2 separate regions of the Mus musculus genome follow, and region 1 is linked to region 2. A link is a contact called in public Hi-C data. All regions are on one chromosome and are shown on one strand. The core of a region is the stretch at or near the end of the contact, and the rest is flanking DNA. Distances in the headings are between cores, read along the strand shown. Region 1 overlaps Hsf2bp (heat shock transcription factor 2 binding protein). Region 2 has its middle 15 kb from the start of Cryaa.

Region 1 (2,732 bases), core at 46-2,545, 290 kb before region 2:
TAATAGCCTTGGCTGTCCTGGAACTCACTTTGTAGACTAGGCTTGCCTTAAACTCACAGAAATCTGCCTGCCTCTGCCTTCTGAGTACTGGGATTAAAGGCATTCAACACCATACACCAGCTCTCTAAGGTATCTTAAAGTAGCACTTTGCTCTGGGCTGTTTGACTTTTCAGGATTTCTTGTCCTTAAAGACAGTTCTTGGTTCTTTGAACTTAACAAGCACAGCCCAAACCTTGAGGTCTGTTGCCAGCTTATCTCACTCGATAACTTTAAAGTTATTCCTTCTACAGTCAAACAGAACATGCTAGACTCGACGCTAGACGCTTAACCACTGAGTTATGTACGCGCTGTTTTATGTCGCTCTGATTTTAGTGTTTTAGAATTTAATGTGTTTTAAGGTTTGGTGGTGGTAGTGGTCCTGCTGCTGCTGCTGCACCTAGGGTTCCAGGCATGCTCTGCAAGTCTGCTCCTGAGCCGCTTCCCTAGCCCTGCCCTGAAGTTTAGAAAGCTGAGAATATGTTTTATCATGAAGTGGGGGAACAGGAGCGTGTTGGCTGCCTGGGAAACTGATGCTTGTGCTCAGGACCCGACCTTCTGACCTCAGGCCAGGAAAGAATTTGAAGACTGGCTGCCTGTGCTCTTCTGTCAGTAGGGGATCTGCTTTGTGAGATGTATTCAGTTTTGCTCAGAAATCTCTAGTACTGTTAGAAAGCTCTGAAGCCAGGAGCTTGCTGCCTCTCAGAAATCAGTTTCTGCTTTATCACATAACCCCTGTCATGGAGCTTGATGTCTTTAAAGAGCACAGCCTTAGGCTTACTACATGGAGGTGGCAATCGAAGCTTTCTTACTGGTAAAACGATCTAATGTGTTGAATTCACTTCTCGGATCTGTACAGTGGGAGTCCACCTCAGGCTCTTAGACCTAATACAGTAGGTGTCAGCTCTAGTCTTTATTTCTGATCTAAGGATCTTGTACTTCAAGGGAAGCTTGTTTCCCTTTTTCTTTGCTTGACCTAAGCAGTTGCTTCTGAGTTTTCAAACCCTGTGCTTCCGAGACCAGAACCAGTGGTTGCTGTGCCTATCTCTGGTAAGCTCATCTCATTCCTTCTAAACTTTGCTAGACTTCATTTTCTTTCATTTGTTCATCTACATGGCTGCCTTTTTCCCAGGCTGGGTCCAGATTCTTCACATTCCTCTTCAGCCGCAGAACTGGCACAGAACTCTAGCAAATAGCTGATGAGGACAATGTGTATTGGGGTGGTGACCACATGTTATGCAACCGCTAATGCAGACTAGTGTTAGAATCCCACTGTGGCCGTGGTGCTGCATTCCCTGGATAGACTACGGATGTGCGCGTGGCATTCACACCCATCTTACAACTACTTGGCTTCTCGAGTGATCTGAAGAATGCAAGCTTTACTACCTGTGTCTTCAGCTCAGACTTCCTCCAGAGCTCTAGACTCAGAGCCAGCTCTGTTTGATGAATCCACAGGCACACTGAATAGACGTTCCCATCCAATGTTTACACCAGACTCCCAGTCTTTTCCACACCAGCCCTAACCACAGTCTGCCTAGTCTCAGTGAATCAAAACTTTCCTTCCCAACTTATCAGCCTGTTTAGGCCCCCTCCCCCAGCAACTCTTGATTTCTTTTTATCGGTCACACCAAGATCTAGTCTGTTTGGAGGACTGCTGACTGAGCTTTCAAACATACCTAGCATAGCAGCCGCCCTGTCCTCCCTGTTCTGAGCCACCGTCATCTCATCCCTGCAGGTCCTGTGGCCAGCTTTCAGGACTTGAGTTGGGAGCCAGGAGTAGGAGGGAACAGAGCACTGGCCAGCTTTCTTCCTTGAACCAAGAGCTGAGAGAGAAAAATTTTGTTAAAAATGCTTCTTTGAACTAAAATTGTACTTAAAGAATAAAGCTCAAACAGGACAGAGACTAGCTGAGAGCTGCTTGTTTTGCAGTCTGGTTTTGCTTTCAGCTCGTGATCTGCCTCAGTTTACTGTGTGCTGGGGTTAGAGCTGTGTCAGTTTAACGGAACTTCTTTATCACGCCTGACCTTCAGAATCTGCCGCCCAACGCTTAGAGGACAGGGGATACAGCCTAAGTTTGAATGTCAGTACTAACCTAATAAAGAACTCCTGAAAGTACTTAGTGGAGATGTCCCCTACCTCTGATCATCAGGAAAATGTATTTCTGTGACCTGTGAGTGGAATGAGGAAAAGTCTCCTTGAAAAATGAATAGCCAAGCTGACTCTCCCTGGCTGAGCCCGGTGCTGTTACTCTGTATGTCACCTTGACTGTGCCACTATGTCCACACAGTTGTTAGACATTCTCACACACTTGGGAGGATGTTTGGAGATGACATTAACTTTGCGGTTAGTAGACGGACTGGTGCAGTGAGCTCTGCCCAGTCAGATGGAGGCCTGAGCAGGTCACAAAGACTGGCTGCTTGCGCTGCATTATGGCCCTTTCCTGCCTCACTAGAAATGCTTGTGCTAGGCTGCGAGTCTGACGGCTTCTGACCCGGAGCGGTGTGTTGTTTCTCCTGGGTCTCCATTTGCTGACTGTGATTTGGTGCTGAGCAGTCTTCATTACCGTTCTTTAGAGTTAATTTTGCTAACTTTCGCTGTTCGTTTGCTAATCCAGCCACTCATCCATCCTCACATCTTCTTGGCTGCTTTTCTCTGGAGAACAATTGAGAAAAAAAAGTTTCAGAAGAACTTCTTAC
Region 2 (2,706 bases), core at 3-2,502:
AAGGAGGTCAACCTGCTTTAAGATCTGTGACAACCCTGAGCAGCAGTGCAGTACCTGGCAAGTCGGGCTCAGGTCACCATATAGATGACTCCCGTTTCTCTGTGAAGAGCACACCCCCACGCCATCTTCTCCCCACCCCCGACTTTTATCCACAGCCTGCAGCATGTGTAGTAGGTGTGTGCAGTGGGTATGTACATGTACCTGCCTGTGTCGACTGAATCAACTCAGTCCTGAAGTGGAGATGGGGCACAGTAGGGCACCTGTGGGGATGGGGTCCCACCCACAGCGCTGTCATGGGCCTTGGATTGAGGGCATCTACCCTTCCAGGGACGTGGGATCCAAGAACAAGTTCAAGTCAGCAAAGGAAAGACATAGAAGTTACATCAGCCTCTTACTAGTGGGTACCTAGAACTTCCCACTGCCTTTTTGTCCCTCTTCCCCCTCCCCCATCCTTGCTCTCTTGGTTGTTATTAGCCGGCTGAGTTCCATCTGCCCCGCCCCCCTTTACAGCCCTGAAACTGAGAATTGGAATCCCCAAGTAATAAGATGGAGAAACTGAAGCCCAGAGCAGTGGGCAACTTGGCCTTGTGCCAGCAAGAGGGAGGTGGGACTGAATGAGGTCACTGCTCCTCAAACCGGAGTTATTCTTATCTTCTTGGTGTCGCGGTGACATTCAAGGCACGCGTTTGAGTCACAGCGTGGGCATCAAAGAGCTTTTAGTGGTGGTGGAGAGGGCCCCTTTCCAGGGTAGGGTCGTGACCTTACCTAAGAGGGGTGACCAAGCAGGACGATTCACCGCTTACCTCACCCCATCCTACTCCGTCATCCTCCCGCCCCTGCATGTACCCCACCCCCACTCTTCCCTCCCAGCAGGCCAGTGTCCCACCTTTGTGCGTCAACCCCAGCACAGCTGAGGCACCTTGGATGATAAGCCTTGAGGGAGGAGGGGAACCAGCCGCCACTGTAGGTCCGGAACTGGGTAGAAGGCGCCCCCTGTCGGCCATGTGAAATCCAGCCGCAGCCTCCGTGTTATCCAGCTAGTTTCCAGCCCTCAGGACTACAGATTTCCCAATCTCTTCTGTTGGAAGGATGGGTAGAAAAATGAAGTTTGTTCCCTCCACACCCTATTCCTGAGCGGGTTTGTTCCCTCCACACCCTATTCCTGAGCGGGTTATCCTGGTTGCTACCTAAGCCTCGTGTCCTGGACTGTCTGAGAGTAAGATACTCATCTTCAAGCCCTGGTATCAACAGGTAGTTCTATTGGTAGGAGCCAACAGCGTCATGGGATAACAGCTTCCTGTTGTGTGCTCTTTTAGAAGGTTGCTGGCTGTTCATCCAGAGCCCACAGCCTAACCCTAACCCTAACCCTAACCCTAACCCTAACCCTAACCCTAACCCCTGGGATTCCACGCACTCCAGCATAGCATCCTGGCTGAGCTAGCTGTTGTGAATCTAAGCTCCAGCTAGACACTCTGCCCAGTGGGTGCCCTCTCTGCCCAGCTGATTAACCCCTGCTCAGCCAGGCCAGGCTATAATAAAAGCATCCACCGCCTGGCTACTGAGGCTCTTCCTAAGGCTTCTAGCCTACCTCATAGGCAGACTGGAAGCCCTGTCACCTGCTCCAGAAATAGGGCAAAGTGCCCTGTGTCCTGGAAGGGCATCTGCAAGAATATTAATACAAAGAAAAGAGCATTTGTGTTGAAGTGCTGAGATCTGGTCTCCCTCTTGTTTCTGTCACTTGGATATTTTTAAAGATTTATATTTATGTATATCATGTTGTATGAGCATTCTGTCTTCATGCATACCAGGAAAGGGCATCAGATTCCATTAGAGATGGTTGTGAGTCACCATGAGGTTGCTAGGATTTGAACTCAGAACCTTTGGAAGAGCAGTCAGTGCTCTTACCCGCTGAGCCATCTCTCCAGCCCCTCTATTGCTCTTAGATGCAAAGTCAATGCTGTCTCTGAAGTGAAATGCGCACTGTGCTTCTGCCAAGCTTCCTCCCACACCTAAGGTCTTCCTACTGCCAGTGACCTTGTGATCTGCTCAAGGTCACCACCTTTAAGGACATGACCCCAGGTCCATGCTTGCTGATGGGGAGGGGGGGATCCTGGAGACATGATGACTTCAGGAAAAAGAGCAGCTTCTCCTGGACAGTAACCACCCAGGGTAGTCGGTTCCGGCCCTGGGCACCATCATTCTAAGCCCTTCCTGTGGCCCTCAATGTCCTCATCTGCAAAATGGAGCAAAAGTGCCCATTCCCAGTCAGAGTTCCATTCTCAGCAGGCATCAGAGCCGCCCATCGACACCGTGCATCCTCTTGCAGTTTGGGGAGCCTTCCTGACTTCGGAGGCTAGTGTCACTAATACCAGCTGGCTTCAAGGGCCACTGTGGCAGGTCACTGAGAAGACCTGCCGTGAGTGAGATCACCTTGGGTACCCTTTGTAAAAACCAGCCAGCAAACTCCTGTCACTGGCCCCAATTTTGCCAAATTATCACACACCTGATTCCTGAGCCACACAGGAGGTTGGAGATCTAGTTCTCCCCCATGAAGGTTTTGGGGAGGACATGTCCTAAATCGGGCCCTCTAAGAATAAGGAGCAAACCTACCAGCCTCCAGGCTACAGTCAAATGGAGGCGGGGAGACCCCCATCTGCAGCCTCAGTGAGCCTAATGATCATCTAGAGCCAAAAGCTGCCAAGCCAG

Evidence for each region. Hi-C and Micro-C count contacts between places; a contact is called where the count stands out from the background.
Region 1: a contact with region 2 is called in a Hi-C map of myocytes, with 2.4 times the contacts expected there. The contact joins two enhancer-like sites. A contact is called at or near these places in 9 of 39 promoter capture datasets (the 3T3-L1 cell line, 3T3-L1-derived adipocytes, the C10 cell line and 4 more), 1 of 15 datasets of contacts at CTCF or cohesin (large pre-B cells), 6 of 484 Hi-C or Micro-C datasets (the HL-1 cell line, Th1 cells, bone marrow-derived macrophages and 3 more), 12 of 115 datasets of contacts at active chromatin or transcription factors (the HL-1 cell line, the NIH/3T3 cell line, Th17 cells and 8 more) and 1 of 9 other capture datasets (embryonic stem cells).

What each region holds. Positions count from the first base shown.
Region 1 is chr17:31,981,549-31,984,280 of GRCm38.p6, reverse strand. The region is part of intron 7 of Hsf2bp (heat shock transcription factor 2 binding protein); the gene reads left to right. Among named protein-coding and RNA genes, the nearest start is that of Hsf2bp, 52 kb to the left of the region's middle. Within about 2 kb of position 1,295, at least 96 of the 459 cell types and tissues checked have an H3K27ac peak or open chromatin away from gene starts, as enhancers often do. A contact at or near this core is called in heart atrium, myocytes and pancreatic cancer cells, where this site is marked.
Region 2 is chr17:31,691,702-31,694,407 of GRCm38.p6, reverse strand. No RefSeq gene overlaps it. Among named protein-coding and RNA genes, the nearest start is that of Cryaa, 15 kb to the right of the region's middle. Within about 2 kb of position 1,252, at least 93 of the 459 cell types and tissues checked have an H3K27ac peak or open chromatin away from gene starts, as enhancers often do. A contact at or near this core is called in heart atrium, myocytes and pancreatic cancer cells, where this site is marked.